4 separate regions of the Sus scrofa genome follow, and regions 1, 2 and 4 are each linked to region 3. The links are chromatin contacts, called in public HiChIP or PLAC-seq maps. All regions are on one chromosome and are shown on one strand. Each heading gives the region's core, a stretch centred on a gene start, on an enhancer-like site or on the middle of the called end of the contact. The rest is flanking DNA. Distances are from core to core; before and after follow the strand shown. Region 1 holds the start of IFI6 (interferon alpha-inducible protein 6). Region 2 holds the start of FAM76A (family with sequence similarity 76 member A). Region 3 holds the start of TMEM222 (transmembrane protein 222). Region 4 holds the start of FGR (tyrosine-protein kinase Fgr).

What was found. HiChIP or PLAC-seq counts read pairs in DNA pulled down with a chosen protein or histone mark.
Region 1: a contact with region 3 is called in an H3K27ac HiChIP or PLAC-seq map of alveolar macrophages. The contact joins the promoter of IFI6 here to the promoter of TMEM222 in region 3. A contact is called at or near these places in 2 of 5 promoter capture datasets (fetal liver and fetal skeletal muscle), 1 of 47 Hi-C or Micro-C datasets (mesenteric adipose tissue) and 2 of 2 datasets of contacts at active chromatin or transcription factors (alveolar macrophages and skeletal muscle).
Region 2: an H3K27ac HiChIP or PLAC-seq map of alveolar macrophages shows a contact between it and region 3. The contact joins the promoter of FAM76A here to the promoter of TMEM222 in region 3. A contact is called at or near these places in 1 of 5 promoter capture datasets (fetal skeletal muscle) and 1 of 2 datasets of contacts at active chromatin or transcription factors (alveolar macrophages).
Region 4: a contact with region 3 is called in an H3K27ac HiChIP or PLAC-seq map of alveolar macrophages. The contact joins the promoter of FGR here to the promoter of TMEM222 in region 3. A contact is called at or near these places in 1 of 5 promoter capture datasets (fetal liver), 1 of 47 Hi-C or Micro-C datasets (retroperitoneal adipose tissue) and 1 of 2 datasets of contacts at active chromatin or transcription factors (alveolar macrophages).

What each region holds. Positions count from the first base shown.
Region 1 is chr6:84,854,676-84,861,378 of Sscrofa11.1, forward strand. It overlaps IFI6 (interferon alpha-inducible protein 6), which reads right to left and starts at 3,397. Exons shown (of 5, transcript XM_021095660.1): 1 at 3,243-3,397; 2 at 1,142-1,242; 3 at 697-771; 4 at 467-616. The coding sequence starts at 1,211.
Region 2 is chr6:84,875,419-84,882,100 of Sscrofa11.1, forward strand. FAM76A (family with sequence similarity 76 member A) reads left to right here and starts at 4,676. Exons shown (of 5, transcript NM_001243460.1): 1 at 4,676-4,817; 2 at 6,132-6,196. The coding sequence starts at 4,737.
Region 3 is chr6:84,545,065-84,551,418 of Sscrofa11.1, forward strand. It overlaps TMEM222 (transmembrane protein 222), which reads left to right and starts at 1,830. Exons shown (of 6, transcript XM_003482003.4): 1 at 1,830-2,078. The coding sequence starts at 1,882. LOC102165905 (a long non-coding RNA gene) reads right to left here and starts at 1,818. Exons shown (of 2, transcript XR_299851.3): 1 at 1,459-1,818.
Region 4 is chr6:84,827,181-84,833,165 of Sscrofa11.1, forward strand. FGR (tyrosine-protein kinase Fgr) reads right to left here and starts at 3,221. Exons shown (of 13, transcript XM_021095651.1): 1 at 3,027-3,221.

The DNA.
Region 1 (6,703 bases), core at 2,147-4,646, 310 kb after region 3:
AACTTTAGGAGCTGAAAACACAGAAGGCAGGCTGCCTGGGTTTGAATCCCATTATGGTGCTAACTAGCTGGAATTTGAGTGAATTCCTAATCCCCCAGTGCCTGTTTCCCTGCTGTGTGGTAGGGATTACAAGAATCCCCACCTTGGAGTTCCCTGGTGGCCTCGCAGGGTTAAGGATCAGCAGCAGTCGTCACTGCTGTGGCTGGGATTGGGTGTGGAGAAAAAAAAAAATCCCTACCTCTAGGGAAAAGAATCTGAAAAAGAATAGATGTATGTATTAACTGGATCACTTTGCGGTACACCTGAAACTAACACATTGTAATCAGCTATACTCCAGTATAAAATTAAAATAAAAAAGAAAGAATCCCCACTTCGGAGAGCTGAGTTAGCCTGTGAAAAGGGTTCAGAACAGTAAAGAGAGCCACCTGGCCTTGGTGTCTACGCCCCTGGTTCCGCCTGCACTCACCCAGGCTCTGCAGCGTGGCCACCAGCCCCCCGGCGGGCACTCCGCCCCCGTTCGCCACGGCCGACCAGCTCATCAGCGAGGCAGCCACAGAGTTGGCGGCGATGCCGGCGGTTGTGAAGCCCAGAGCGGGCAGCGCCATGGCCATGAGCCCTGGAGGAAGAGGAGAGGGTGAGGGACACTGTGCCGCAGGGCCCGCCCCCCTCCCCGGGCTCCCCGCCCTCCAGACCCACCTCCTCCGACGGCCATGTAGGCCAGCGTGCCCCAGAGCCCGGAGCTGCTGTTGTCCTCAGAGCGTCTTCTTTTGTCTGGAAAGAGAGTGGACAAAGCCGAGTGGGGAGCAGAGTCCCCTACTCTGTGCCTGATGCTCAAGCCACCCCCAGCGGTGGGGCCACCATTCCATTACGGAGAACTTTCATGAAGGGAAGAGACTTTTCCCAAGGGGCGGTGTCTGGCACAGAACTGGCATGAGCAGTTTTCCGAGAATGGAGGAATTGACAAGCAGGGATTCGAATCTGGGACTCTGGCTACCGCAACCCCGTGCTGTCCATTGGAGTAGCTCCTCTAGTTCAGTGGCACGCCTGGATCTCTAAATCAGGTATCTTGAAACTCTCCTCAGGAATTCTGAGACTCTTCACTCCTTTATCCCACAGTGCTCAGGTGCCCCAAGATCCTTACCTGTCTCCTCTCCACCGCAGGTGTAGAGTAGTAGGTAGCACAAGAAGAGCGATACCGCCTTCTGCCGCATGGTGGCGCCACGCAAGGCTTTATCACCGGACCTGGAAGGAGACCTGGTTCCCAGAGCCGTTTTGCTGGCACGCCCTCTGGATTGTATTGCGTTTCGTTTTGGCAGTGAGTTCATAAAGAGCAGTGAGATGCTCTGGACTGAGCCCAGGACCCCTTTAAGGAGGCGTGGCGGAGTTCCCGTCGTGGCGCAGTGGTTAACGAATCCGACTAGGAACCATGAGGTTGAGAGTTCGGTCCCTGCCCTTGCTCAGTGGGTTAACGATCCGGCGTTGTTGCCGTGAGCTGTGGTGTAGGTTGCAGACGCGGCTTGGATCCCGCGTCGCAGTGGCTCTGGCGTAGTGAGAACCTCCGGATGCCGAGGGAGCGGCCCTAGAAAAGGCAAAAAAAAGACAAAAAAAAAAAAAAAAAAAAAAAAAAGGGAGCAGTTCCTGCCACACCGGAAGGAGCTGAATCCTCTTCTGGCACAGTCCCTGGCACGTTGTGTGCACTCACCAGAGTCAGCTAGTGTTATTAGTGTGGCTTCTGTTATTGGCTTTGTCTGGCCTTGAGCAGGATACCTGGGACTTCCTGGAGCCTCAGTTTCCCTATCCCTAAGGTGGGAGTATTAATAGAACCTATTTCTGGCTGGGTGGCTGTGAGTTTTGAAACTGTTCACCACTGTATCCCTAGCATTTAGAACAGTGCCTGTCACACAGAATTTTCTACACAATGGTTGTTGCTACACTTCTCCCCCCCCCCGCCCCCCGCCCCGCATTCTCGGCCTGTGGAAGTTTGGAAGTTCCTGGGCCAGGGGTCCAACCTGCACCACAGAAGTGACTCAAACCACAGCAGTGGCAATGCCAGATCCTTAACCCACTGAATCACCAGGGAACTCCTGATAGACTTATTCTTACAATGCATTGAATATTTACAGGCACCAAACACTGATCTCATATTCGTTTTTCAGAAAGAAAGGAGGGTAAAGGAGCTAGCCCAAGGTCACAGAGCAAATTGTGCAGCCTAGACACATCTCAGGTCTGTCAGAATCCAAAACCTATGCTATTTCCATGACACTACAAAATAGGAGAACACATATCCCCCCCAACTCTAATGTGATCTTTGTCTGCTTAATGCTTTTTCCTTGAATTAAAAACAAACAACAACAAAACCCCCAACAATTTCCCCTATGTTGAGTACTTACTTAGCACTTTCTGGCACAAAGTTATGTATACCCATAACAACCCCATGAAGTAGGTGCCGTTATTCTTTTTTTTTTTTTTTTTTGTCTTTTGCCATTTTCTTGGGCCGCTCCCACGGTATATGGAGGTTCCAGGCTAGGGGTCGAATCAGAGCTGTAGCCGCCAGCCTACGCCAGAGCCACAGCAACTTGGGATCGGAGCCGCGTCTGCAACCTACACCACAGCTCACGGCAATGCTGGATCCCTAACCCACTGAGCAAGGCCAGGGATCAAACCTGCAACCTCATGGTTCCTAGTAGGATTCGTTAACCATTGTGCCACGGCGGGAACTCGGGTGCCGTTATTCTCAACCACGTATTATACATAAGGAAACTCAAACTCAGAAAAGTAACACTCCCAGGCCTGCCCAGCTGTAGCAGAATCAGGATTTAAAGCCATAATTGACTGATGCCCAGACCCACACTTTGGAGGTTTACTTCAGATCCTGTCATCTATCCTCAAAGATAAACTCACTGTCACAGTAGATCCTAGGATAAAGGGCTTTCAGAGATCATCCAGTCCCTTGGGCAGGTAAAGTAGCTTGATCCTTATTTCACAGATGAGGAGTCAAAGGGACAGGATTAAGGCCATATACTGTTGACATGGCACCTATAAGCGAAGTCTCATAGCTCCTGCAGCTTAGCATCCCAACCCCTAAAAGCCCACCAACCCATGCCCTCAGACCAGTCTTAGTCCAGGACACTAAAGGGGACTCAATGGTGTAGCCTCCCTGAGGAATGGGCATCCTGGCCCTCATGGCCTGAGGCTCACAGGCAGGCAGCCTGACACCCACACCTTATAGCTTCTGGGTTTACCTTGAAGAGAGCAGAAAAGAAATCTTCTTGCCTGGAGCCTGCTGATAGATGGCAGTAGCAGTGAGATAACGGCTCTCAGGCTGGATTTTTATAATCCTTCCCACTGCTGTAACTCTCCTCCCCAAGTGGCCAATTGCTGTCAAGTTTCCAGTTTCAGTTTCCATTTCCAGGGTTCTACAGTGTCTTGTCTCCTCCCTACAGCTCTGCTCAGTGACAATATCTCTGCTGAGCTGCTTAGTGGCCAGACAGTATAATTCAAGCCAGTGACTTTCCAAACAGCTAAGAGTATTCAAAGCAGGTCACATTAGGGTGGGGTCCACAGCCCTGCAGGGCTTAGTGAAGCCAGACCACCAGCACCTCTTGGGGCACAAGGTCTTTCACAATTCGAGTCAATTAATAATAATGCCCACAAGAGTTTCCATTGTGTCTCAGTGGAAACAAATGCGACTAGGAACCATGAGGTTGCAGGTTTGATCCCTGGCCTCGCTAAGTGGGTTAAGTAGCCAGCGTTGCCATGAGCTATGGTGTAGGCCAACAGCTGCAGCTCCAATCCAACTCCTAGCCTGAGAACTTCCATATTCCATGGGTGCGTCCCTGAAAAAACAAAGTAATAATCATGCCTGCATTTATTGAGCACTTGCTGCATACAAGGGCCTGGAAAGAGATCCAATCCCACAAGTCTTGTGACTACCGTCATTTGTGTACAGACCTATTTTGCAGAGGAGATTAAAGCTTGTGGAAATGAAATCACTCCATTCCATTGTTCTCTCAGGCTGGCTGCTTCTGGGTGATGGGTATATGGTAAGACCGGTGACGCCCACGTTCAGAGGCCATTGCCACACATTTAATTTGCCATTAAAATGGGTCTTCTAGCCCTGGGTAATGGATTGCGCTTTCTTTCTTTCTTTCTTCCTTTCTCTCTCTCTTTTTTCTTTTTAGAGCCACACCCAAGGCATATGGAAGTTCCCAGGCTAGGGGTGGAATCAGAGCTGTAGCTGCCAGCCTACACCACAGCCACAGCAACACTGGATCTGAGCAGTATCTGTGACTGTTGCTTGCAGCAATGCCAGATCCTTAACCCGCTGAGCCAGGCCAGGGATCGAACCCGAATCTTCAGGAACACAATGTCAGGTCCTTAACCCGCTGAGCCACAACAGGATCTCCAGATTGAGTATTCTTTAAACTTTCAGATATTATTGCTTGCAGAACTAGAAGTACAATCCATATTTGGAGTACATAACAATTCCAGGAAAATGAATCATTGCTTTCTCCAAAGTGGAAGGGGACTGATGTAACTGACCTGCCACCACAGTGCTGGCTGCTCTCTCTGACCAATGTTGCTATGCTGCTGCCTGCTGCTGGCTGGTGGGCTATTTGTTGGCCATTGTTAGATCAGCCTTGGTGAAAGGGATGCCAAGTTGTTGGGTCCATTCATAGCCTCCATCCTTGCCACCATGGCCACCCTTTTATGAGTCTTTTGCAAAGTAGCAGGGTAACTAAGTTTACAGGCGGGCTGACATCCACAGGATGGGATATCTGACCATCTGGCTGGAGAGCCTCATCTGCAGTAGGAGGTCAATGGTGAGCAAAAATGTGAGACACAAAGATCTGCATACTTTTCACTAACTCCTGTTAATCCATCTATATGCCACTTACACAGATCTGCTTATCTCCAATGTTCCACTTTACTTTTCTTTTCTTTTTTTTTTTTGTCTTTTCAGGGCCAAACCCATAGCATACGGATGTTTCCAGGCTAGGAGTTGAATCAGACCTTTCGCTGCCAGCCTACACCACAGCCACAGCAAAGCCAGATCTAAACCTTATCTGTGACATACACCACAGATGATAGCAATGCTGGATCCTTAACCCGCTGCTCGGAGCCAGGGATCGAACTCTCATCCTCATGGATACCAGTCAGATTCGTTAACCTCTGAGCCACGACGGGAACTCCCCAAGTTCCACTTCTCTGTTCCATGCCTTTGACCAACTAGTCCAGCCATTTGCCATTGATTGGTTGATTGATTGTCTTTTTAGGGCCGCACCCACGGCATATGGAAGTTCGCAGGCTAGGGGTCAAATCAGAGCTGTAGCTTTTGGCCTATGCCACAGCCATAGCAATGCCAGATCAGAGTCATGTATGCGAACTATACCACAGCTCATGGCAACACCAGATCCTTAACCCACTGTATGAGGCCAGGGATTGAACCTTCATCTTCATGGATACTAGTCAGATTCATTTCTGCTGAGCCAAGACGGGAACTCCCCATTTGTCATTTATTAGGAATTAGTATACATCTGTGCTTCAGACTATCTCTTCCTCCACACAAAGGGAATGACAAAGTATATTGCTCAGGGTTTTGCCCCCAAGGAGGATTGACCACTGTCCATCCGGGCTACCCCTGCCAGAGGTTGCAATAGAGTGGTCCACTTCCAGCTGGTGCCTATACATATCTACCTGTAAAATGGGTTCTGCTCCCTTCCTCCTCCATCAGTTGGTTTTAGGGAACCCTCCATGAGGCCATAGGTCTAGGTTAAAGGAGGAGGGTCAGATCAACAGAGTTAGTTGCCATAGGAGTCTGAGCTGCTTGTTCATTTGATTTACTCATGCCTCTGGCACTTTGAGCCCAGCCCTGTATGCACCACTTCCATCACATTGGATTGCTGCTGTGCCCATCTGATAACATTGAACTTTCGATATATAGCCAGCCACCTGATAGCTGGTGATCATATGCTCAGACGCTACTGGGGCCCAGGGACCCATCAGAACCTTTTCATTCAAATGGACCATGGTCAGTACGGCCTTACTCCAGAATCCTAGGGGTTCTCATTGCAACTCTCCTCTTTGAGCTTTCAGAGACTCCCTACAGAAACTTCATCCACTAGAGTCCTCCAGCAACATTGTATCTGCAGGATCATATAATCCAAAGTGGCAGCATTGCCTGTTTTATGATCTGAACCTGCTGTACAGCTCTTTCTTGATCTGAGCTCCCCTCAGAATGGGCAGCCTTCCAGGTCACCCAACAAAGGGTTGGCAAAGTACTTCTGAGGGTATATACTCTGTCTCCGAAATCCAAAGAGACCCACCAAACACTTGCTTTTATCTAAGAGATACGTGAAGTGAGATAACGTGTTCAGTGGCCGAAGCCACTGAACTCCTAAAAATGTTCCCAATGTGGCGGGACCATGAATGCAATTTATCTTCTGCTCCGTGGCAATCGTGGTCCTTACTGTTTCCTGTTCGTGTCCAGTGAGCATGATGTCATCCATACCTCGGACCAATATGATGTCCTGTGGAATGTCAAGGCGATCAAGCTCCCTGAAGACCATCTTTAACAGGGAGCTGGACTAATCACAAAGCCTTGAGGGAAAGAGTGAAGTTACTCTCATTGTCATAGCGTGATGTAAAGGCAAACGAACCGCCTTTGACTCTCTCTTCTCTCGGGCATTGAAAAGAAAACATT
Region 2 (6,682 bases), core at 3,426-5,925, 330 kb after region 3:
TCTACTTAAAAACTGCCTATGGGAGTTCCTGTTGTGGCTCAGTGGTTAACAAATCTGACTATTACTCATGAGAACATGGGTTTGATCCCTGGCCTTGCTCAGGGGCTAAGGATCTGGCATTGCTGTGAGCTATGGTGTAGGTCACAGAGGTGGCTCGGATCCTGAGTTGCTATGGCTGTGGCATAGGCTGGCAACTAAAGCTCTGATTCCACCCCTAGCCTAGGAACCTCCATGTACCATGGGTGCAGCCCTAAAAAGACAAAAGACAAAACCATCACAACAGCAGCAACAAAAAACCTGCCTATGACTTCTTTCCCATTGCACTTTGAAAAAGAAATCATATCCATATCAGGGCCTACAGGCTTTACACATCTGGCCCTGCTGACTCCTGCTGACTTCTCTACTTATCCTCCGTCAAACTAAGCCCCAGCTATGCTGGCCTCTCCTCCATTTCTTTTTGTTATTTCTCTTCTTTTTTTCTTTTCTTTTTTTGGTGTTTTTAGAGCTGCACCTGTAGCATATGGAAGTTCCCAGGCTAGGGATTGAATCGGAGTTATAGCCGCTGGCCTATGCTACAGCCAGATCCAAGCTGCGCCTGTGAGCGACACCATAGCTCATGGCAACGATGGATCCTTACACTGAGTGAGGCCATGGATTGAACCTGCATCTTCATGGACTCGTCAGATTCGTTTCCTCTGAGCCACGACTGGAACGCCACATTTCTTGAAAATGCCAAACAATATTCTACCTCAAGGTCATCACCTTCCCCTCTGCCCAGAACATTCTTGTCTAAGTCATATGTCTAAGACCTTCTCAGAAAAATTTCCTGGAGTTCCCGTGGTGGCGCAGTGGTTAACGAATCCGACTAGGAACCATGAGGTTGAGAGTTTGGTCCCTGCCCTTGCTCAGTGGGTTAAGGATCCGGCGTTGCCGTGAACTGTGGTGTAGGTTGCAGACGCAGCTTGGATCCCGCGTTGTTGTGGCTCTGGCGTAGGCCGGTGGCTACAGCTCCGATTCTACCCCTAGCCTGGGAACCTCCATATGCCGCGGGAGCGGCCCAAGAAATAGCAAAAAGACAAAAAAAAAAAAAAAGAAAAATTTCCTGACCTTCTCTCTAGCCAAGTGATTCCCCCTACCTTCTCTGTATCCCAATTTTGTTCCTTACCCCTACAGCATGTTTTTTTTTTCATTCAGAGTTCTGGCAATTTTAGCTGTCTTTGCCATTAGTCTCTTCATTTTGCAAGGACGGGGGTCTCATCTGTTCTACACACCAGTGTATCTCTCCTTGGTGCCTAAGCCAGAGACTGGCACATAGTAAATACTCAAAGATTTGTTGAGAGAATGGATTAATTAGCCCTGCCCCTGGGGGGAAAAGGATAGAGGACCCAGATACAGTCTTTCTGTTCCGTAATGCCATAGTCTAATGGATGAAAGACAAGTAAATAGGTAATTGAAAAACTGGTAAATGGTATGGTGGAGACCAAAAGTGGAGGCAGTAGAAACAGAGACCCATCCTCTGGGGTGGAGTGTGTGTGTGAGTAGACAGGAGGCTGTATTTACATGCTCCATGGCACCAGTGTCTCCCTAGAAGAAATTCAGTTTCTTCTTTTAATAACACTTATCTAGGAGTTCCCACAGTGGTGCAGAGGGAGTGGCAGCGTCTTGGGAGCGATGGGTCAAAGAGTCAATCCCCGGCCCTGAACAGTGGGTTAAGGATCCAGCATTGCCACAGCTATGGCTTAGGTCTTGACTGTGGCTCAGCTCTGATCTCTGGCCTGGGAACTCCATATGCCTTGGGGCGGCCAAAAATGGAAAACAAATTATCTACTGTACCAAGTTCCGTGTACCGGCGCTTTTTTTTTTTTTTTTTTTTTTTTTTTTTTTTTTTTTTTTAGGGCCACACCTGTGGCATATGGAGGTTTCCAGGCTAGGGGTCGAATTGGAACTACAGCTGCCAGCCTACACCACAGCCATAGCAACCCAGGTTCCGAGCCACGTCTGTGACCTATACCACAGCTCATGGCAATGCTGGATCCTTAACCTATTGAGCGAGACCAGGGATCAAACCCGCACCCTCATGGATACTAGTCGGATTCGTTTCTGCTGCGCCAAGATGGGAACTCCTGTTTGTTTGTTTTTAATATGCCCAAAATCATACAGCTTCTAAGTGTTATAGCTGGGATTCAAAGCCAGGCAGTCCCTCTTCCAAGCCTGCATCCTTAAAACAAAACAAAACAAAACAAAACAATTTTGAGGAGTTCCCGTTGTGGCCCAGCAGAAATGAATCCAACTAGGAACCATGAGGTTATGGGTTTGATCCCTGGCCTTGTTCAGTGGGTTAAGAATGTGAGATGTGGTGTAGGTCACAGATGAACTTCAGATCTGGTGTTGCGGTGGCTGTGCTGTAGGCTGGCAGCTGTAGCTCTGATTTGACCCCTAGCCTGGGAACCTCCATATGCCACGGGTGTGGACCAAAAAAAACAGAAAGACCAAAAATAAATAAATAAATAAATAAATAAATAAATAGAGGTGAAATTCACACAATACAAAATTAATCATTTTAAAGAGAACAATTCAGTGGCAGTTAGTACATTCACAGTGCCGTGCAACCACCACCTCTAACTAGTTCCAAGACATTTTCATCATTCCAAAGTAAAACCCCTTACCTGTTAAAACACTTTTCCTCCATTACCCTCCATGTACTATTTTTTTTTTTTTTTTTTTTTTTTTTGGTCTTTTTGCTATTTCTTGGGCCACTCCCGCGGCATATGGAGGTTCCCAGGCTAGGGGTAGAATCGGAGCTGTAGCCACCAGCCTACGCCAGAGCCACAGCAACGCGGGATCCAAGACGCGTCTGCGACCTACACCACAGCTCACGGCAACGCCGGATCCTTAACCCACTGAGTAAGGGCAGGGACCGAACCCGCAACCTCATGGTTCCCAGTCGGACTCGTTAACCACTGCGCCACGACGGGAACTCCCATGTACTATTTTTGACCCCCCACAATCACCCAATTGTACCACGGAGGAAAGTGAGGCTCTGAGAAACTCAGCCAAAGTGAGAAGTTCAGAAGTTCAAGTTTACATAGCTAGTAAATATGGAGCAGTGACTTTGAACTTCAGTTTTCTGACTCCAGCGCCTAAATATTTGATTATACACATCTTTGGGCAAACTCACAATGGGGGGGGAGGGGGGGCTGGATTTGGATATCAGGGAGAGTAATTTTGGGGAGGCAGGGATTTATAAGCCACAAATGCGCCCTCAGTTGCTGTGGAAAAAAAAAAAAGCACGTTGAGGTAAAATTGCAGTTAGTACTGTTCAAGCGGTTGGCAGAGCTAAACCTAATCTCAGCCTAAGAGCAGCTATAGGCAGAGACTTGGAAAGGTCAGCACTGCAGGAAGCTTTGCCAAAGCCTCAAGAACCAAAAGTATGGGAGTTCCTCTTGTGGTTCAGTGGTAAGGAAACCCACTAGTATCCATGAGGTTGCAGCTTCCATCCCTGGCCTTGCCCAGTGGGTTAAAGGATCCCATGTTGCCTCGAGCTGCGGTGTCGTTCCCAAACGCAGCTCAGATCTGGCATTACTGTGGTCGCGCGACTCGGATTCTTGACCCCTAGCCTGGGAACTTCAATAGGCCCTGGGTGTGGCCATAATAGGACAAAAACAAACAAGCAACAAAACAAACAAAAAACCACAAGTTTGCAATTCCTTGGACTACCCCTAGATGCCCCAGGCAGGGAGCAGTTAGGACACGTAGCTAGGATAGGAGGGCGTAGCTCGCCTTCCGGCCGGGCCTAACCAGGAAATGCCTGGCAGTTCAAGAAAGAAGCTGAGGGTGCGTCTGGATTAGACACAGTAGGAAGCAGGCCTCAGACCAGTTGCATCCCACTCTGACGGGGCCTCTGGGGCGCGAGGGCTCTCAGAGGTGGAAGGCTTCTCCTTAGTATCCGTCTTCTCCCTCCTAGAGGAGCTGTCATCACTCTAGCAGCCAGAAGGCCCTGTGTAGAAACAACACAGGGGTGCTCTCTCTGGGGCCACTCTATTTCTCTCTGCAGGTCAGCGACCCTAGAGTTTTCCGTTTTTAGGGGTCTCAGAGGGCACTCCTCTAAGTTGCCTCTCAGGGTTCCCTCCTGGCCCTCCAGTGGGAGGGCCGTGAGGGCCCCTCCTGCCCGGATGATGGAGGCTTCTTCTCACAAGCTCATCTTCACGCACCGGGTGGCGACAGAGGTCTGGTTCAACCATGCAACACACTCCACCCAACCCGCTGCCAGGGGGCAACTCCATGGAAACTGAAACCTCACAACTCCGTGGAGGTATCGCGAGAAGCGCGGTTGCGCCAGCGGCCGGGGAGAGGAGGAGCGAAGGCGGGAACCGAGAGCGAAGTGGGAGGAGTCTTAGGCGCTTCCGAGGTTCCCGGCGGGAGACCGTCCCTCCCAGCGGCGCCCCCGCGTGACTGCGCTTTACATAATCGAGGCCGCGCGCGTCATAAGTGGCGTACTCGAGTCCAGACCGAATCAGAGTCGTAAGAAGCTCCGTGTCCCGCCCCTTCGTGCTTGATAGACGTCTAAATGAACCAGTGAACGGGCGTTCAGCGCCGCCGCGCCCGCCCTGGTCCGCCCGCACCCGAGGGCCCGCCCGCCTGCCGCAGCCCGCAGCCTGCCGCCAGGTTGTACCTCAGACTGTCAGATAAAGCGGCGGGCCGGGCCGGCGGGGCGGTGAGCACGGCCCGGGCCGGACATGGCGGCGCTCTACGCCTGCACCAAGTGCCACCAGCGCTTCCCCTTCGAGGCGCTGTCTCAGGGGCAGCAGCTGTGCAAGGTGCGCGGGCTGGGGCGGCGGCCGGGAACTGGGACGCTGGAGGCGCGGCCCGGAGCTCCCGGTTCTGCGGGGACGCCCGGCGGGGTCCCTCGGGCAGGGCGTGGCTGGCTCACAGAACTGAGAAACCGTACCCGCCCCATTGGGGGTCGGCGAGGCATGTAGGGGAGATCCAGGCCCTATCCGGGCCCCCGCGGCGGGCGTGTCCGGGCGCTTAGCAACCGCGAGGGATTGTTCTCTGACCCTCCGAGGTCGGGGGAGGGGACAGCGGGTCCCCCTCACGCCCCTGACAAGCCGCGCCCTAGGTCGCTCTTGGGCTGGCTTCCCCGCTGCCGGGGTCTGCCTGGTTTCAGGCTTAGGGACCCCGTGCCTCGCCTGGGACTGAACTCCAGAGTTGGGTGCTGCCTGGGAGGATCGTCTCGAACTCGGGCGTCTCACGGGCACCTCTCAGCCAGTTTCGGAGTGGGACATAGTGAGGCTTTATAATAAAGCCCCACTGTCAAGCTCACGAGGCAAAAGGATGATTTTTCAGCATCTAGTTAGTGACCTTCGGTCCTCGCCCTAACCAGCCGCTGATCAGTTTTTACCCCGAAGGTCCAAGTTCTCTTTTTTCGTTTTAAGTTGCTTCATCTTGTTTTGCCTATTTAAATGAGTAGAGGTGTTGTGAGGATACAGTAAAAGTCACTAAGCCAACTGGAGAGTGATGTTGAGATATCCCCAAATAATCCAGAGTTTGTGTCTCTGGTATGGATAACTCATAATTGTATGTCATTATTGCCTCAAATAGCCAGGACTTCTTCACTTTTTGTTTACTATTTATGAGAGAACTCAAAAACTCAAATGTTTGAGTGCCTTTTTTGGACATATATATATATATACATGTATATTTAATCATGTGTTTGTGTGTGTGTATATATACATACATATGTATGTTTTTTAGGGCAGTTTTATGTTTGTGAGCAATAATGAATTTAATTCAGCACTTTGATTTCAAAAGTGAACCTGCTGAAAAGAATCACACAGTGGCAGAGGGAGAACCGGACTAGAATCCAGGGCTTCTGATTCCTAGTCTGTGACTTATTCATACTTTTGTTTCACAATTTATGACTAGTTCCATATAAATTCTTACTTAACTCCCACATCAATGCAGGGTGGTGATGCCAGAATCACAGAAGAAAGAAATTAGTCCTAGAAAGTTTAAGTGACTAACTCAAGCACAGTGGATATGCTTGGAATAGTACCCAGGTCTCTGCCTCCTACTGAAGGCTGTTTCCATTTCTGACTGCCTTTTAAAATTATATCCTCATTTCATTTCAGGAATGTCGGATTGCACACCCTGTTGTGAAGTGCACCTACTGTAGGACTGAGTACCAGCAGGAGAGGTACAGTTTTCCTTAACCATGAAATATGTTAGCAGACTTTTCTTCTTAAAATCTGTAATTTATTGCATTTCAATATCCAGATCTGTAATCATTTGCATTATAACATACAGATCTGTAATCAATTGCATTACACACAGATTCTGATAATTTACTGTTTATAAGACAGTCAATGGAGGTAAAATACACATGTTGGTTCCCTAGTTATCCATTGATTGCTTAAATTATTATTTTTCAGATTTTTGATAGTTTTATATTGTGGCTTTGATCTTTTTGATAGTAAGAAACCAATCCCATAACAACGTAAGCCTCATGTTCTAGTATGTTTTCATACGAAGCTTGAAGAATTTATAAGCCAAAGGAAGAACTTTTAGAAATGTGATAATCCTGACAAATGGTTTGTTAGCCCTGGTCACATTTGAAACTTATTTGCCTTTACACTTGCTTGTGTGAATCTCATTTTGAAAAGTGTGAAAAACACTTAGGTGT
Region 3 (6,354 bases), core at 580-3,079:
CTGAGAAAGTGACATTTAATCTGAGACTTGCAGGGTGAATGGAATATAACAGCCAGGGTTTTTTTGGTGGGGGAAGAGGCATTTCAGGCAGAAGAGAACAGTGTATGCCAAGTCATGGGGGTATGAAACAGCATAGTACATGAGAGGAACTGAAAAAAAAGGCCAAAGTGGCAGTAGTACAGTGAACAAGCAAGTAAATCAGGCATGATGTAGGTCCTTGTAAACCGTGGTATATTTGTGTTCTATCCAAAGTGCAATGGGAAGCCACTGTGACTGTCAGATTAAATACGTTATTGTGTTAGTACTATCAAATTTGTGGCAAGCCTGAAGAAAGACTGACTTTGGTTGTTTATTCATCCACCCATACAATAAATGTTTAAAGGGCACCCACCAGCCCTTTGTTAGAATTATGAATTGACAGTGATGGTAGAGGAATGTCTAAGGTATAGACTTCCTTGGAGCCTATGATCCAGAAAAGATGAGACAGCTATAGTGATTGATTCAAGATGAAATTTATTCATTCAACAAACATATACTGCACACCTAATCTATTCCATACCTGGCCAGATGCTGGTTGTTGCCCTTCAAGGATCACTTACTACACATGGGTCACAGGAGAGGCACAAAGATACTCAAAGAATTTTGAGTGGGTTAGAATCATTTTCTGCGGTGATAATCTGCAAGGCCTTTATAAAACACCCATTCAATCATTCAGTAAATCAGTAAATATCTAGTGGGCATCTGTTCTACACTAGGAACAATGCTAGGTACGGAAATTAAGGACCTTAGAGTTCCATAACAGAAAGACATACCCCTCAAAACGCACTGAAACATTAGGTGCTAAAAACAGGACAGCAGGCTTTCTTTAGAACAACTTTAAGAGAGCGTGATTCAGTGGAAGAAAAACCTTCCCGGAAAGGCATAGCTCAAACCTTCCTAAGTGGATTTGTCCAAATCTCCCTCTAGCCTGATTTTTAGCCACTGCCTTCCTCCCCCCCCCCCATTTTCCCCTTCCTACCCCAGCAGATTCCATTTTCTTTGTCTATCTTGACATTTGTAAAAAAGCCCAAAGAATCCAAGGTTTGAGTCTGGCTTCTTTACATGATAGTGCGCGATCTCAGACAACTGTTTAACTTCCCCGAGCCTCGGTTTTCCCATTTGTACAATGAAAGGATTGGATCACATGGAAGGCTTGTAATTTAATCCTGCCAAGGTGATATTCACACTCCTGCACACTGTGTTCTGCAAGGCCTTTTTTTCTCTGCCCGGCTGCACGCATCCCTCCACCCCATCCCTGAGCCACCTGGCAAACAGCTCAAGTATCTTCAGGCAAATCTTCCCTGTTTCTACACACACGCCACACATTATTTCAGTCTATCCTTCCTTTATCACTACCTCGTGAGAGACTACAGAATGACAAAGGGGAGACAGACTTAGGTTTGAGTCGTGGCCACTTACCTCACCTCTTAAGCGTCAATATATCACTTGTAACCTGGGGAAATACCCAAATTCGCATGTCTAACAGACTGTGGGGATTAAAAACAGTGTATATCAAGGCAAGGCTTGGCGCCTAAGAAGCGCTCAGCAGAGACCGTACCACCCTCTTAGGAGCCCTTAGCGTACTGAATGACAGAGTCCTTGGTGGGTCTCCCGCACTAGACTGAGCGCTGCCTGAGGGCATCCCTTCCGCAGCGGTGCTGTGCCAGCGCAAACACTTCTGGCTGGTCCGCGCAGAAGGAACCAGGGCCAGGCAGGCCGGGCCCAGAGGGACGCGGTTCCAATTCCCGGGGGGAGGCCAAGCCGGGCGGACCGCACCTCCGGGAAGTGACGCCACCGAGCGAGCTGCTCCCGGACGGGGGCCGACCGGAACGGGCGCGCAGCATGGCGGAAGCGGAAGGGAGTTCGCCGCTCCTGTTGCCGCCGCCACCGCCGCCCCCGCCCGGGATGGCGGAAGTGGAGGCGCCGACGGCGGCCGACACGGACAAGAAGCAATTTAGCTGCGCGAGCGGCGGCGCCATGGACGTTGAGCGGAGCCGCTTCCCCTACTGTGTGGTGTGGACGCCCATCCCGGTGCTCACGTGAGTTTCCTCCCGCGTCCGCCCTGGGACCGGGAGAACCGGAGCCCGCGCGACGTCCTCCCGCTGCCCCGGCCCCAACGCACAATAAACCCTTCCTTAGGGTCCGGGGTTCGCCAGAACCCTGCCACCCGCGCAGCGCCAGTTTTGCTGACGGTCACAACCAGCTCCCCTCCCTCATTACACCCGGTCTAATCCGGGAGAAAGACAGTTGTTGACCGCGGAAAAGGTTCTGTGGCTGGGAAGCTCAGGACCTGTGGGCGTACTGATCCGGCCCCTAACCGGGTCTGAGAGAGACATCTTCATTCAACTCACTGGCTTATTCATTCATTAAACAAATGATTGCTGATCACTTCCTATACGCAAGACAACTGCTAGGTCTGGAGGCAAGAGTGGGAGTTTGGTTGGGACCACACCGACTTCTGAGATGCTGTCACTGGAAAGGTTCCCAGAGATCTGGGAGTCCAACCCTTTGTCTCACAAATGAGGCTGGAGATCACACACCATCTCAGTTGCAAAGTGGGTTTAAGTTGCAGGGTGTCTTTGTCAGAAGAGAAGGCAGATGCTCTGGTACTGCTGGCGCCTTTTAGCAAGAACTCCTGGTGGGAGTAGAGGGGGAGCTGGTTTGCCCTTGTGCTTCAGCCTTGACAGCTGGTAATAACCACTCTTCACAGTGCTGGACAGTTGGCCAAGCTCTTTCATGCCCATTTTTCTTGTGTGTGAGTTTCACAGCCACTTTCTAAAGTAGGAATTACATTCTCAGATGATGAAGCTGTACCATTAAATACCCTGATCAGGTTCACATGACAGTAAACAAAGGCATCCCAAACTCAGTTTTCTGACTCCATAAGTTGCTCTTCTTTGACTCCATCCTATCCCCTCTCACCTGATGGGATAGATTTGTCCCTTCTATCCAAAACAGCCAACTTCTCGGAGTTCCCGTCGTGGCGCAGTGGTTGACGAATCCGACTGGGAACCATGAGGTTGCGGGTTCGGTCCCTGCCCTTGCTCGGTGGGTTGACGATCCGGCGTTGCCGTGAGCTGTGGTGTAGGTTGCGGACGCGGCTCGGATCCCGAGTTGCTGTGGCTCTGGTGTAGGCCAGTGGCTACAGCTCCGATTCAACCCCTAGCCTGGGAAGCTCCATATGCCGCAGGAGCGGCCCAAGGGATAGCAAACAAACAAACAAACAAAAAAACAAAAAACAAAAAAAACCAGCCAACTTGTGTGGAGAAGAAATCATGTTTGGCCTTTTATGTTGCTGAGCCTAAAATGACCTTAATTCTTGTATTATGTTAAAATACTTCAGTTGTTCTTTCTTCAAATGCTTATGCATTTGTTTAAAAACATCCAAGTCTGAGTCCTTTAAAAATAAAAATGTTAAGAAAGTGCTTTCATTGATTCATTCAGTCTTCTTTTTAACACACCTGCTAGGTGACTCCTGTGTACTTAAAGTAATTCTAGGTGATAAGAATTTACAGTGGTGAATAAAGCAGCTATGATCCTTGTTCTCACAAAGTTTAAATCATGGTGGAAGGAGATAGATAGTAAACAAGTAAACTAATAAAAGAACAGATAGTGATTAGTGCTATGAAGAAAGTAAAATATTAATGTGAGAATAACTGAGAGGGAATGTATTAGTTTTGCTAAGACCTGTCTTTTTATCCCAAGATCTCTGGTTTTTCCCTGTTCCTAAAAACATGTTTGTGGAGTCATTCGCTCTTCAGAGAGCTGGTGGCAGCAGTGAGTGGAGGCACGGTGATCCTTAGTCATCTGGACCAGAGGAAGCACACACCCCATTTCTATTCAGATCTATGTACAAGGGTTCATAAGAGGAATAAGGCATAATATCTCTGTCAGAAGTTCATGTTCCCATCAAAGGACTTGCCTTCCAGCAGGAGTAAGAGAGGGAGAGAGACGGGTGAACCAGCCATTGTAGTGCATTATGATGACTGCTGACCTAGATGTGGCACAAGGAACTGTCCTCTGACTTTGGAGGGGGGAATCAGAGAAGAGGCAGCTGAATCCAGATCCTATCTGGGCCCTCAGAGATGTTGATGATTCTGTGTGAAGAGCCAGATAGCAGCTACTGCTACTAATTGGATACCTACTCTGTTCTGGGTTCTGTTCTAAACACTTTATATTCATTATCTCACTCAGTTCTTATATCAACCTAATGAAAATAGATACTGTCATCCTCATTTTATAGATGAGGAAATAAAGGCTTAGAAGCCAGTATAGGGCTTTTTCCACTGAGATATTCTACCTTACCAGCTAGAACTCCAGGGTCAGTAGCTCATTCATTCATTAGCTACTGAGGACTTATCACGTACTAGGTCTGAGTAGACAGTAGCCCACAAAGCAGCTTTGGAGCTTGCCTTCTTGGAGCTTCCAGACCAACAGATACTCTGAGAGTTTCGTCTCTGGGGCTTCCCTGGGTGCAGGCTGCGCTGCCTATCTCCAGCCTTTAATTTCCAGTGCAACTGTTATATGTGGAGTACTGGTCAAAACAAACCCAGGCCTTCTCCCCAAGGAGAATTCCCAAAGGAATTAGGGGTGGGAGGGTCTTGAGGTTAGGGTCTGAGAAGCTACTTTCCCATGATTCTGAGTGTCCATTCGGTCCACTGCGAGTCTTGAGCCACTTATTGTACTCCAGTCCAGCCAATCAAATAGCAAGTACTTAATGAAAACTTCTTGATAACAACATCAAGCAACTACCAAGTGCAAGAAAGGGTGCTAAGTATTTTGCAAACATTTCCTATTTGATCCTCACAATAGGTCATTATCATTACTGTTCACCTCTCACTGACAAAGATGGGAATGAGTACGTGCCCAAAACCAGTCAAGACTCAACCCAGATCTGACTTCAGAGCCTGACTCCACTCTTAAATGCAGGACGTTCATTCATCATTTAGTCAATGAGTACTTGGCTCCAGCTTGCCAGGCACTGCCCTGGGGGCTGCCATAATAGATGAGAGGAAATCCCTGCCCTCTTGGAGCTTACCCACTAGTGGGGAGAAACAGTGACCATGTAAGTAAACAAGGTAAATTTCAGGTAGTAGATACTGTGAAGAAATTAAAGCAGAATAGTGAGATCTGGGCTGCCTGGGGTTGTGTGTGTCTACTCTAGAAGGCATTGTCAAGGAAGACCTCCAAAGTTGACCTTTGCGCTGAGGCCTAAATGAGAAGAAGCAGCCAGCTGTGCCAAGTTCTAGGCAAAGAGAGTTCAGGACAGAGCCAAATGCATACAAAAGCATTGAGGTGAGAGGATTTGCTATGTTTGACTAACCAGAGGTGGGCACTGTAGCCTGAGAGAGGAGTGAGGTGACTTCAAGGGATAAGCAGGGCCAGACTGTTAGAAGTTTGAAGAATACGTGTATTAGGAAGCCCTTAATGGAGGTTAAAGCAGGAAATGATGGCATCTGAATCATGTTCCTAAAAAACCACTCTGGGAGTTCCCACTGGTGCGGTGGGTCAAGAATCTTGACTGCAGCGGCTTAGGTCACTGCAGAGGCACGGGTTCCACCCCTGGCGCAGTGAGTTAAAGGATCCGACATTGCCACAGCTAGAACATCCAGTATAGGTTGCATTTGCAGCTCAAATTCGATCCCTGGCCCAGACGAGTTTCCCGATAACAAACCGGATTACTATCCATGAGGATTCAAATTCAATCTTTGGCCTCACTCAGTGGGTTAAGGATCCCGCGTTGCTGTGAGCTGTCATGTAGTTGCAAATATGGCTCAGATGTAGGGTTCCTGTGGCTGTGGCACAGGCCAGCAGCTACAGCTCCAATTCTACCCCTAGCCTGGGAACTTCGTTATGCTGCAGGTGTGGCCCTAAAAAGACAAGAAAAACCCCAAAATACAAAACAGCCGCTCTGGCCCCACCACCCTATCAAGGGCTCAAGCTGCAGACCAGGAAGAGCCCTATCCTATCTGTCATAAAACTGCCCAGTCTTCCTTTTGAAGATCTTCTGAAGCCATCTCCTTTTCACCGCCCTGCCACCAGAACTCTGGGCAGGATTACCATCATCTCTTGTCAGTATTCCAGAATAGCCTCTGGACTCCTGTCCCCCTCCCATTCTCCAAGCACATGCAGCACTCTGCTGCCTTGGAGTTTTTCTTTCTGTCTGTTGACATCCTGTCCTTTCATAGGTCAAGGGTTGTTTGTTTTGTTTTGTTTTTGTCTTTTTGTCTTTTCTAGGGCTGCACCCGTGGCATATGGAGGTTCCCAGGCTAGTGGTCAAATCAGAGCTGTAGCCACCGGCCTACACCACAGCCA
Region 4 (5,985 bases), core at 1,971-4,470, 280 kb after region 3:
CTCCAGGGCCCAGAGGGGAGGAGGCAGGGCTGAGAAGAAGGAGAAGTGTCAGGGTGAAGCAGGAGGACTGAGTTGGCCTAGACGCCTGGGGGATTTCACCAAAAGGGAACTGGGACTCAACAGCCACAGGAAACCACCATCCAGCATGAGTTCCGGCATCTCCTCAGAGTGCCGGGATGGCCGGGGGCAGGCAAAAGTCACAGCCCCACTGCACCCCATCCCTCACCAAGGCCTGGCCCCTCTGCTGAAAGCTCCCATCCCTCACTGGCTCCAGTGCCCTTCCTGAGCCCCCATCTCCCTTACTGTGGCCCTCGCCTCTCACAGAACCTCCAACTATCTCACATCATTCTTTCTTCTTTTTTTTTTCTGTCTTTTCTCTTTTTAGGGCCACACCAGCAGCATAGGAGGTTCCCAGGCTAGGGGTCTATATGGAGCTGTAGCTTCTGGCCTACACCACAGCCTCAGCAGTGCCAGATCCAAGCCGAGTCTGCGACCTACACCACAGCTCATGGCAATGCTGGATCCTTAACCCACTGAGCGAGGCCAGGGATTGAACCCACAACCTCATGGTTCCTAATCAGATTTGTTTCCCCTGAGCCACAACGGGAACTCCACATCATTCTTTCTTTGGGCCTTACCACCCCCACCCCCACCCCTGAACACCCAGGGGCTAAGAAGATATACCCCGTCTGACTCTACCCCCCTGGTAGGGCCAGCTGTGTGGGGGTGGGGCGGGGGCGGGGCCACACTAGCTTTACCCTCCACAAGGTCTTGAGGGGGTCAGCTGAATTTTCTACACTTTTTGTAGGTAAAAGTGGTTTCTCACCTCTTGCTGAAAACTGACCCACTAGCCTCTAAAACAGGAGTCTTGACGGACTCAAGATTCTTGGGAGATGGGAGCCATGGGTGGTCTAGGGGGCGCTGAGGGAATAGGAGGCTAGATTCCACAGTGTGGCCAGACTTCCCTGGGGTCCCACGGTAAGCTAGCCTGGTCTGCTCTGTACAGGAAGGGCCGTGGTTCCTTCTTCCCCAGGTCTGGGGTCCCCCTACCCATCCTCCTGAGGGCTGACCACTTCCTTTGCCACATCAGCCCCAGATGGCTGCAGAGAATACCCAAACACCCACACATATGCTCACACGCTCCTGCTCATTCACTCAAAGCCCAAACCATACTCATAAACACTCTCCACCGTCACTCACAGCCTCACACTCACTGGGAGTGGGAGCCAGCCCTGAAGCCCAGGAACCCTATACCTTCTTCCACCACTCCCCGCACCCCCTCCCCTCTCCACGGGGTTTCCTGGGATTCGGTAAGGATGAGGCAGAAACACAGGCCTCAGCTCTGGCTACTTCCTTCACCGCATCAGGGACAGGATGCCCTGAACTCTGGGTCCCTCCTGCTGGCCTGTCAGTCACTGACTCCCAGACCTCCATTTTCCCATCTGTGAAGTGGCCCTAGAGCCCTGCTCTCCCCCGGGGCCACACACACACAGACAGAAGGATGTCAAAGGACTCAGGGACCCCTGGATGTGGCACCATGGGGATTGGGGGGGCAGGGAACAGATCTCAAACCTACTGAATTTCCCAGGATGAGGCTTCAATGACCCACAGACATTTATTTCATTAGAATCAGCTGTGTTCTGGTCCCTGGAGGCCTTGTCAGGCTTTCTGGTTCTGCCTCATGCTTTTGAGAAAATGGAGAGGATCCCTGAATCTGTGGTAACTCAACCCCTCTAGGACACTAGGCAAAAACTGCTTTCTGTATTTGATTCTCATGACTGGGATAAGGTGGGGCTGGGGGCTGGGTAGGGGCAGAGATAATTTCCCACATAATTCAGATAAGGAAAATGAGGCCCAGAGAAGCCTCAGAATTGGCCTAAGTCACACACCAACCAAGGTCCCAGTCTGGCTAAGACTCTGAGACTGCAGATCCCCCTCCCCAGGATCCCTGAACACTGAGCATCATGGCCTTACTCCTCTGTCTCAAAGGCTGCCTCCGATTGAGGACCCAAAATGGGGGCCGGGGAGGGAATCAAAGGGGGCAGCGCGGGCGGGCGGGGATCCCTGCTGCAGCCAAGTACCCGCCTCTGACTGTCCGCCCTCTTGTTACCATGGAGACAGCCCCTCCCGGCAGTCGCGGTCAAAGGCAGGATTTCCGTCGGGGAGGCCAGCAATTCCCGGATCCCGAGAGGAACGTGGACCGAGACCGCCACCGCGGGCGGGAAGGGGGCACCCAGAGAGGCCCATCCTTGCCGAGGGCGGAGACTTCCCCAGGAAGCCGGGACCGACGCCTCCAGCGCCTCGAAGGAGTCCCCAGGCCACCCGGGACCCGCCCACCTGTGCGGGGTGGGAGGGTCTGGGGGCTGCCTCGTGGCAGCCTCCCCTCCCCTCTCCGCTACAGACTTCACCCTCGACTTCTGCCGATTCCGGATTGGGGGACTTCCTGGACCCCCGGAATTGTGCCCCACATTCTGCATCTTCCAGAAAGGGTTCTTCTTGACCTCTTCTCGCGAACTCCCTCACCTGATTCTCCCGGTCCCAGCCACTTAGTTCCTCTCTTCCAGACCCCTCGGCTTCTCCCCCAAATCCTCGCTTTCAAGGTCCCTTTAGTTTCTCCCCCAGCCCCTTTTGGGGGTCTCTTCGTTCTCCCCCCCCGACTCCGCCCCCTTCCCAAATTCTATCATTGCCACTCCACAGGTTCCCTCCGTTTTCCCCACCATACCTCTGCGTGTTGGGAGGGGTCCTTTTAGTCTATTGTCCCCATATTCCCTCAGCCCCCTCCCCAAATTGTATCAGTCTCAGTCTCCAGGTCGCCTCAGTTTTCCTCCTCAGGTGCTTTTCAAGGGGAGGGGGTCTCTTTGGCCTTCCACTCCCTCCGCTCTCCTCCCCAAGTTCAGGCTTCCGCTCCCACCCCTCCCCCATCCCACCCCCACCCCCACACCCCACCCCCACCCCCACCTCCCGGGGCCCAGGGCAGGCTGGGGGCGGGGCAGGGCTTGTTGTCCAGCCCCACTGACTGCGCCTACCTGCTCCCAGGGGAGTCCGCTTCCGACCGACCCCAGGGTGAGCTAGCCCGGCTCCCAGCAGCCACGAGTGCCGACGGGGGTGGGGGTGAGGAAACTGGGGTGCTGACCGCCGCCCGCTCTGGGCAGGGAGGAAGAAGCCGCCTCGGACGTCTCTTAGTGCAGCCGCGGTGGCGGTGGCTGTGCCGACGGGGAGAATTTGCAGTCACGCCCCAGCCCCAAGCCAGCTGCCCGCAGCGGGGAGGGGCCCTTAAATCCCAGGCCCTCCCGCCCCCCCCTTCCTACCTCCCCCGCGCGATCGCGTGGGGTCAGCTTTCCCAGGCCTCCCCCTGCACCCTGGCTCCTCTCCCCTGACCTGAACACCCAGCACTGCTTTCCCAAGACCCCTCCAAAAGGGCAGGTTCCTCACCCCCAGAAGCACCCACTCTTTAAAGGTTAAGAGGGGCTTTTCCATATCACTGCCCCACCCCCCTTTTGCAGCTGAGGAAACTGAGGCCCAGATGGGGACAGGCCTGAACCCAAGTTATCATGGCCAGTTGACCTCAGACTGCTGTCACCAGAGCCACTGCAATTCCAGTCACCACACTTTGCCATCTTCAGGGCCTGGGCACTATCTAGGACAGAGGGAAGCAGCAGAAGACCCCCTCTCCTAGGTGGAGTTCCCGTGGTGGCTCAGTGGTTAGCGAATCAAACTAGGAACCATGAGGTTGCCGGTTTGATCCCTGGCCTTGCTCAGTGGGTTAAGGATCCGGTGTTGCCATGAGCTGTGGTGTAGGTTGCAGACGCGGCTCGGATCCTGCGTTGCTGTGGCTCTGGCATAGGCCGGCGTCTACAGTCGATTAGACCCCCTAGCCTGGGAACCTCCATATGCCGTGGGAGCAGCCCTAGAAAAGGCAAAAAGACCAAAAAAAAAAAAAAGAAGAAGAAGACCCCTCTCTTAGGAAACTGCTTTTCAGAGGAATCAGCTGTGGGGCCGCACTGAGGAACTGGCACCATGTCAGCCTCCCACACCCACCCAAGGTTTAGAAAAACTGAGCATCATCCTCAGTGACAGTTCCAGCCTTTCCCACTGGCAGGGATCCCTGACCCTTCCCTCAGCCTGAGCTTCAATCCCCCTCCGACCACTGTTACTTCTTCAGTCTTCAACCAAAGGCCAGGAGAGTCCCTTCTGTCTGGGGAGGAAGGGATGCGTGTTGGAGGGCTGTTTGGTGGAGAAGGATGTGCGTTGGGATACAGTAGGGAGGCAGGGAGGGTATGTGAGCACTGTTTTGTGTGTGTGTGTGTGTGTGTGTGTGATTATAGGCAAGAAACACAATGACTGCCATTTTGGGATCAACAATTGGGGCACATGATGCAGGCATGTGTATTTCTATATATGAGCAGGGATGCATGGAAATATCTGTGTGTGTGTGCACATGTGTGTGCTCAGGTGTGTCTCCGTATGATTTAGGGTGGCAGAGAACAGTTGGGTATCGATAAGAATGCATTTCTCTTAGGGAACTGGGAGGAGGGATGGGGAGGTGCAGGTACAGGACTTGGGCAGAGTGGCTTCACCCTGGCTGGGCACCATCACCTCCACCATCAAGCACTCTCTGACTGGCTGTGGCCCTGTGTATTCAATTAGCAAACAAACATTTATCATTGCCCTTCTGGTGTCAGGCTTATGGAGGACAAAGATGAAAGAGACTGGTCCCCGCCCGTGGGGATCCCCCAATCTGTCACGCTCTGTCATCCTTCAAGGTCTGGCCCCTCATCCTCAGCAGAGCACTCAGCAGTGTGCCTGTTGATCACTTCTTCCTGGGGTGTGGGGTGTGGGATATGTTTTCCTCAAGGGCAAGGACTGGATCTGGCTCTTGGCAATGTCCCCTGAAGCCCAGGCAGAGTCTGGCACAAAGAGGCAGGTTCTCTGGGTACAGGACGCATGACTCCATCAAGGAACAAAGGAATTAACAGATAAACAAATGAAAACCCAATGCAAAAACAAATGATTGGTTCTAAGAATTAAAGAATGAATGAAGAGGAGTTCCCTGGTGGTTCAGCAGGTTAAGGGTCCAGTATTGTCGCTGCCTTGGCTCGGGCTGCTGCTGTGGCACAGGTGTGACCTTACATGTTTCTTGGGAGAAACAATGAGCTGATAGGCTAGTGCTTGGCACATAGTAAGTGCCAGATAAGTGTTTGCTGTCATTCATTCATTCATTCAATCAATTAAACTCAGCCTTCCTGTCACTAGTCTGTGCCAGGCTGGATGGTCGAGGCTCAAATAGGAGTCAGGTCCAGTCCTTGTCCTCCATGTGGCACTTACGCCCCCCATGCAACAGCGGAGATGATGGGCACAGAACAAAGAGGCCTCATAGGGGCCTGCTGCCCTCCTCCACTAACCTTTCAGTTCCTGTGCTCACAGTTTATTTTATTTTTCTTTCTTTATTATTTTAGCACCACACTCATGGCGTATGGGAGTTCCTGGAGCTAGGAGTTCCAGCTTGTGGTAATGTTGGATCCTTAAACCACTGAGTGAGGCCAGGGATCGAACCCTCATCCTCATAGATCCTAGTCGGATTCAATTCTGCTGTGCCACAACAGGAACTCCCCAACATGTTCCTTGAAATCAATTCTGAAAACTGACATCAAGACCAAAAATCAAGGCCCAGCAAGCCCACTGAGACCTCCCGACCATTTCCCATCCAGCTATCATCCTCCTGTCCTCACGGCTGTTTTCAAGCATCTTAGATTCTGTTGTCAGCCATTACAGCCCCCCTTGCCAAGCTCCTGCACTGCCTTACCTTCCTCACCTTCCACTGTGCTTGCCTGGAAAGCCCCAGGCCTGCCACAATCCAACCATCCACCTCTCTGGGTGTGAAGGAGAAAACCACCTGCCAGATAGACAGGGTCACAGATCCCAGGTTCAAAGGACACTAACCAGGCCCAGCAATCCTCTGGTGCATCTCTTAGTAAGCTGGCCCTG